Linked DNA regions of Mus musculus: region 1 is linked to region 2. Evidence: chromatin contacts called from public HiChIP or PLAC-seq data. All regions are on one chromosome and are shown on one strand. The core of a region is the stretch at or near the end of the contact, and the rest is flanking DNA. Distances in the headings are between cores, read along the strand shown. Region 1 has its middle 64 kb from the start of Gm29685. Region 2 has its middle 12 kb from the start of Gm29685.

Evidence for each region. HiChIP or PLAC-seq counts read pairs in DNA pulled down with a chosen protein or histone mark.
Region 1: a contact with region 2 is called in an H3K4me3 HiChIP or PLAC-seq map of intestinal villus epithelium, with 5 read pairs. The contact joins two enhancer-like sites. A contact is called at or near these places in 1 of 484 Hi-C or Micro-C datasets (the N1E-115 cell line) and 1 of 115 datasets of contacts at active chromatin or transcription factors (intestinal villus epithelium).

What each region holds. Positions count from the first base shown.
Region 1 is chr10:108,008,733-108,011,724 of GRCm38.p6, reverse strand. No RefSeq gene overlaps it. Among named protein-coding and RNA genes, the nearest start is that of Gm29685, 64 kb to the right of the region's middle. Within about 2 kb of position 1,419, at least 8 of the 459 cell types and tissues checked have an H3K27ac peak or open chromatin away from gene starts, as enhancers often do. A contact at or near this core is called in intestinal villus epithelium, where this site is marked.
Region 2 is chr10:107,932,807-107,935,970 of GRCm38.p6, reverse strand. No RefSeq gene overlaps it. Among named protein-coding and RNA genes, the nearest start is that of Gm29685, 12 kb to the left of the region's middle. Within about 2 kb of position 1,665, at least 32 of the 459 cell types and tissues checked have an H3K27ac peak or open chromatin away from gene starts, as enhancers often do. A contact at or near this core is called in intestinal villus epithelium, where this site is marked.

The sequences.
Region 1 (2,992 bases), core at 170-2,669, 76 kb before region 2:
ATCTAATAAAAAATGGAAATGTTTATCATACAGGTCTTTCACTTGCATGGTTAGATTTACCCAAAGATATTTTATGTTATTTGAGGCTATTGTGAAAGGTGTTGTTTCCCTGATCTTATTCTCATTTTCATCATTAATATATAGGAGGGCTACTGAATTTGGCTTAATTTTATATCTAGCCACTTTGCTGAAAGTGTCTATCAGTTGTAGGAATCCCTAGTGGGATTTTTAGGGTAGTTTATGTATACTTCCATGTCATCTGGAAATAATGATACTTGGAGTTCTTCTCTTCCAGTTTGTACCCACTTGATCTCCTTCAATTGTCTTATTGCTCTAGCTATGACTTCACATACCAAATTGAAAAGGTATGTCTTGTTCCTAATTTTAGTGAAATTTCTTTGACTGTCTCTCAATGTAATTTGACACTTGCTGTTGGCTTGCTGTGTTATTGCCTTTTTTATGTTTAGGTATGTGCCTTGTATCCTTTTGAACTTTTATTATGAAGGGGGTTGGATTCTGCTGTACAGCTGGGGATGAGACTGGGGGGTTGGATCTAGAAAAATGGAGGGAGAGGTGGAGACCGGCAGAAAGACTGCTTACTTTCCTGAGAGGAACGACCTGTTGGTTCATAGAGAGTGCCTGCTGGAGTTGGAGGCTGGGATAAAATGACTAGAGGGGAGGAAGGTAAGGAGGGGAAGGTGTGTGGGATCCATGGGAGATGTGTGGGTGGCAGCAGAAGGGAAGGCTGCAGCAAGTGCCCTTTTGCAGTGCTAGGGATGAGAATGGGGGAACAAAGGGAGAGGTGAAGATTGCTGTCGGCCTGCCTGCTCCCTTTCTTCCCCTTTCTGAACAGTACACGTTGGATATCTTTCAATGACCTTATACTGAAACGTAGCTCCCTTGCTTCCCTGCGCCCCCTTTCCTAACAGTATACCTTAGGTACCTTTCAATAACTTTATATTGAAATGTTGTCTTCCCCCAGTGGATGTCTCTATTCCATCGTGTCATGATTAGTCTAATTAATTCTTTATTTATGTCTTTGGAATTGATTACAGTTTTCTGGCAGGAATGACAGATACAATCACTCTCTCATATTTTCAATTAGGTAAAACTTGGTGACTATGTCAGTCAGAATAAATAACGTTTTGCTTTGTTAAAAGGTTATGATTAAATGCATTAATTTCTTACTCATGTAAAGCTTTTAGCAGATTCAGGTGAATCATCAGAAGAGTTGTCCCGATATGTTGGTTCTGAATTATGGGACACTTTGATCTTACATCTTACCTGTATCAGCAAATATTTTTATCATCACCACAAACTGGAAATCCAGGTAGTGTCAATCATAGTGTCCTGGAGAAGATAACCTTTGCTACTACATTATAGACCTAAGAAAACCAAATAGTGACGTTTACCTTCACAAAATCAGGATCCGCCCTTGTTCTTTGGCCCCGGAAGTACAGAAAAGAAGTTTCAATTCTGCACAGAGCCTTATTCAGTGATTATGGAAAATAGGAGCGTTCAAGATAACGCGGTTGTAAGCTTAAGAAAGCAGAGGAATGCCATTAATCAAATCCTAGGCTTCATTTGGGAATGATCAGTTAACTAAGACAGGACAAGGGCTTTCAGGGAGACTTGGAATGAGAAACAATACAAGCTCTTGACACTGGAAGAATGGCCCTGGCAAGCAGTGTGGACAGGGAGTTTCCAACTAGAGGCAAAAAAGGAATGATAGTGTTGAAAAAGAAGTTGTAGTCTCAGTCTAGCAGATAAGGATTTGTCAGGAGTAAGAAGGAGAGTATGATGTTTTGATGTCAGATCAAATGGTTGGAGAACAGGACTGGGAAATCCATAGCTGATGGCCACTAAAACTCGAGCCTCACAGCTGGCTTTGGAAAATAATACGAGATGAAGTTCCAGGATACGATCTATGGTCAGAGATGTAAAATCTATGTGGCATGTGAAAACACCATTGTAGCCTTGCTACTGAGTTTATGAGAACATCCTACATTTTCTACTTCTAGAATCTAAATCTAGGATGATTTATTATAGAAACTAAATCTAGAAAAATAATTATTTTTTAAAAAAGCAACCATCTTTAAAAAGTCAAAATTATTATACAGCAGTTGCACACTTCATTATAGATTCGTTTGTGCTGTTCGTCTTTTTGAGTTTAATCAGTTGTTGTCCTAAATGTCCCCTTTTTCATGGAGTCAGCCACTTCAGAAATATTGGTGCCCTGTTCCTCTCTTGCTCCTGTGATGGAGTCTAATCAGCCCCCACAATTCTACTTGGTAATACCTCTTCAATCCTCCATTAGTTTCTCTACATCACCATCATCATCCTACCTTAAGCTGGAACCCTATATCCTGGTTGTTAACATTTTGTGATTGGTCTAGGTTCAGCCACATGGGCTACTGTTAAATTATTGCTCATATTACCCATACTGTAGGCTGGTAGTCAGAATGAATAATACATACACACCCAGGGCTTAAAATGCTTCAAGTGTTTTTCTATTGACTTTAGATCTGAGAAAAGAAATTACTATGTTAGTGATCTACAAGGATATTAACAGTTTGGTCATAATCTACCTTGGCTTTATAAACTCACAACACAACATACCTTGGTCATCCAAAACAGCCTGTCTCAGCTGTTTGTTCATCTGCCTCTCCCCTCCCCATCCTGCCTCTGATTCTGCAAATTCCATTCCCCTGCTGTGAATGCTGTTCCCGTCGTTCCTCCTGTGAATGGTGTGAATGTATCCTTCCAATTTCTGCTAAGACTGGTCTTTAACCAATGGAGCTGTCTTAGTTTGTTTTCTGTAACTATAACAGAATTCAGGTAGCTGGGTAATTTACAAAGCATAGAAATGGCTTTTACACCTTCTTCTGGAGGTTGGGGAATCTAAGAGTATGATGTCAGAATCTGTGAAGATTTAAGTGAGGCTTTTGTTCTTACTACATCTCATGGCTGGAAGCAGACGAGCAAGGATGCC
Region 2 (3,164 bases), core at 416-2,915:
TAAGAATTTACCAAATGACTAAATGAATGGACCTGCTCCTACATATTAGTTGATAAAACAAACTAGTAAAAAAAATTCCCTGGAAAAAATTTCCATATTCATTAAGATATTCATAATCTTTGACCTTAAAAAGAATATTTTTGAAACTGTATTACAAGGTCATCTTTCAGTTGGGAAATGATATTTTGAGATATGACTTATAATAAGGAAATGTTGGGTGGGCTGCAAGGAGCAATAATAGAATGATTAAGTAGAGTCAGATAAAGTCCATTCTACTGAATACCTCATAGACAATAAAAATTATTGCAAAGAATAACTGGCATGGAATATTCTTAAAAAGTCACATCTCCTTTCAAAAACATTGAAAATTAAGACTGTATCTTATTTGACCTAGTAGTGATAGTTTTTTTTTTTTTTTTTAAAGTGCTCAAAGCCAGGCACAGTGACTACCAACCTGAGGCAGGGAGATTGACGTCAGTTTAAGGCCAGCTTGAACTATACACTGAATTTCTTACCAACCTGGGCTACAGAGTGAGATGTTATCTCAAAACAGTTAAACTAAATGAAAATGGAAGTACTGACAAATGGAAGTCATGGTGCTATTATAGGGACACATCCCTTTGATGCAGACTTCTGTTCATGTTTTGATGACAGGTGACATCTTGACTAAGAACAAGGCACTAATTCAATGGCTTCCTAAACTACAGAATTTAGCCTAGAAGTTCAGATACTAAACAGTCTCCTCCCAAACTCCATTTCCATGATCACTTTTTTTCCTGGTATACATTTAAAGCACAGAGAAGTCAAAGCTGTATGATGCTGTTCTTCCCACAGCAAATGACTTCATGGTTGCTCTCAAAACACCATCCACTGCCCGCCCCTTTTTGTACTACTGAGGAAGTCACCATCTTCACTTATATTCCATTGCTCCTAGTTTCTTTTTAAAGTCTCAAAGTAGACATTCTAGAAAGAATATAGTCCTGTCTTTAAGGGTTGGGGGTGGGAGGAATGGCCCATCTAGGGGAAAGAGTAATAGCACTCTTGAAACAAAGATAGTCTGGGCAGGCTTGTGCAGCCGGGAGCTAGACGCATGTGACTTTTAACTCTCCAGGAACATTGGACTCCAAGTACTCCCCTCTCAATCAGAGTTGAAGCCTCTGTGCATGGCTTCCTGAGTTAGTTTTCAGAGGAAAGAATAACAACACTGAAGGGCGCTTTTGATGCTGGCTAGATGCAGGCAAATTAAATACCAGAAAAACCTGAAACACATAAGCAAAGCTGGCTTTAGAGCTATCCTTCCTTCCTTCCTTCCTTCCTTCCTTCCTTCCTTCCTTCCTTCCTTCCTTCCTTCCTTCCTTCCTTCCTCTTTTTTCTCCCCCTTTTCTTCCTTCCTCCCATCCCCTTTCTCTCCCTCCCTCTCTCTCTCCTGTTATAGACATCAAGTAAGTAAAAAGCAACTAGGTCACCCAATGACAGGTATTTGTCTGTCACTTGTCTACCTTGGTGTGTAGGGACTCAGAGAAGATTTAGTTCAGTTAGATGATGACAGCTGGCTTCGTGACACTAAGTCCTACCTCTGGAGGTGCCCATTCCTTCAGTATGAGGAAATAGTTACCTCTCCATGCCCTGGGACATGGAGCATGATCTAGAGGGAAATGATGTCATGAGAGGAGGAATCTGGGCAGAAAGGAAGTAGGTGTAGTGTTTAGGGACATTGACTCTGAGGTCAGACCATTCTAAATGTGATGAGAAGTTTGCCCTATTACAAGTTAATATTAACCTCACTGTGTTGCAATTTCCTGATCTGCAAAATGGGATGATGGTAGAACGACCTTACACCATTGTTTTATGATTTCCATGATTAAATGAAATGATACGTACAAAACTTAATGTCTAGCTAGTGGTTTTCTAGAAATACTAGTGATACTTAAAAATCACTGTGTCTTCAGGTTTATGTAGAAAATATTATAGTTGGAATTAATTGATGCTTTCACAATTATATTACAAAAGGGTTTTGTTATCACTATTACAAGGTACAAACACAATAAGACATTTCTTAAAAATTACATGCATTCTAAGAAATGCATTCATTGTTATGTGAACATCACAGTGTTTCCACAAATGGAATGGCTATGACGTCACTATTAGCAGATACAATCTTACAGAATTGTCACTGTATGTGTGGCCAGTTGTTGCCCAAAATGTTGCTATGAGACATGACTAAAATAACATTAGAATGAAGAAAGAGAGTGTTGGGTGAGGTCAGGAGGGCATAACTCATGAATGGCCAGCACTGTATCTACAAGTGAGTCATGTAGTTAGCACTGGGATTCTATCTGGATAAAGGAGTTTAGAGTAGGCATTCATGATTGCTTTTTAAAACAATCTTTGGGGGCAATCTCCTTTCTGCATTTCTTCTTGTACCCCATTGTATCTTAGCAGTATAGTAAGGACTTGATTTCCCTGAAAGAGAAATGTTCCCAAAACTGAATTCATTATGAATTCATTATGGTGGCTTCCAAATGAGTTATTTCTTCCTCTATTCCTAATAGGTCAAGGGCTTGACTCTATGATTAAGTTTCAGATAGGAAACCTCAGGGCTCACATCAGACCCCTTTGACCTTTGTCTATTTAATAAAGTCATCTTCTGTATTTCATAGTGTCCCCACCAGCCCCCCCCCCCACTGGTTCAGTTCCTCACTTTTTGTAAAGTGGTTTAGTTTTTTGTATTATCTTCTGGTTTTCCTTTGGGTCTCTTTTCCCCCTTGGATGCATATTCCCCAGAGAGAGAGAGAGAGAGTCAAGTTATATTCCTTACCCCAAACCTTTGTGGGATTGGTCAGTGGATAAAGGCATGAGCTACCAAGACTGATGACCTGGAATTCAATTCCCAGATCTCACAGGGTAGAGGAAAGAACTGATTCCCACAAGTTGTCCTCCGACCTCCACACCCAGGCTTGGTATATGCATACATGTGCATATGCACACACAGACACAGTACACTCAATATTAAAAATATTATAGAGCTTTGAGTGCTTTTTCATTATGTTTCAAACCAAGAAAAACCACCTGACAATCATTCTCATTGCACTGAAATGTCTTCACAGCTCACAAACAGGGTTATCCTAACTGCTGTTCCAAGTGTGCTGTTCTTCCCTTATTTT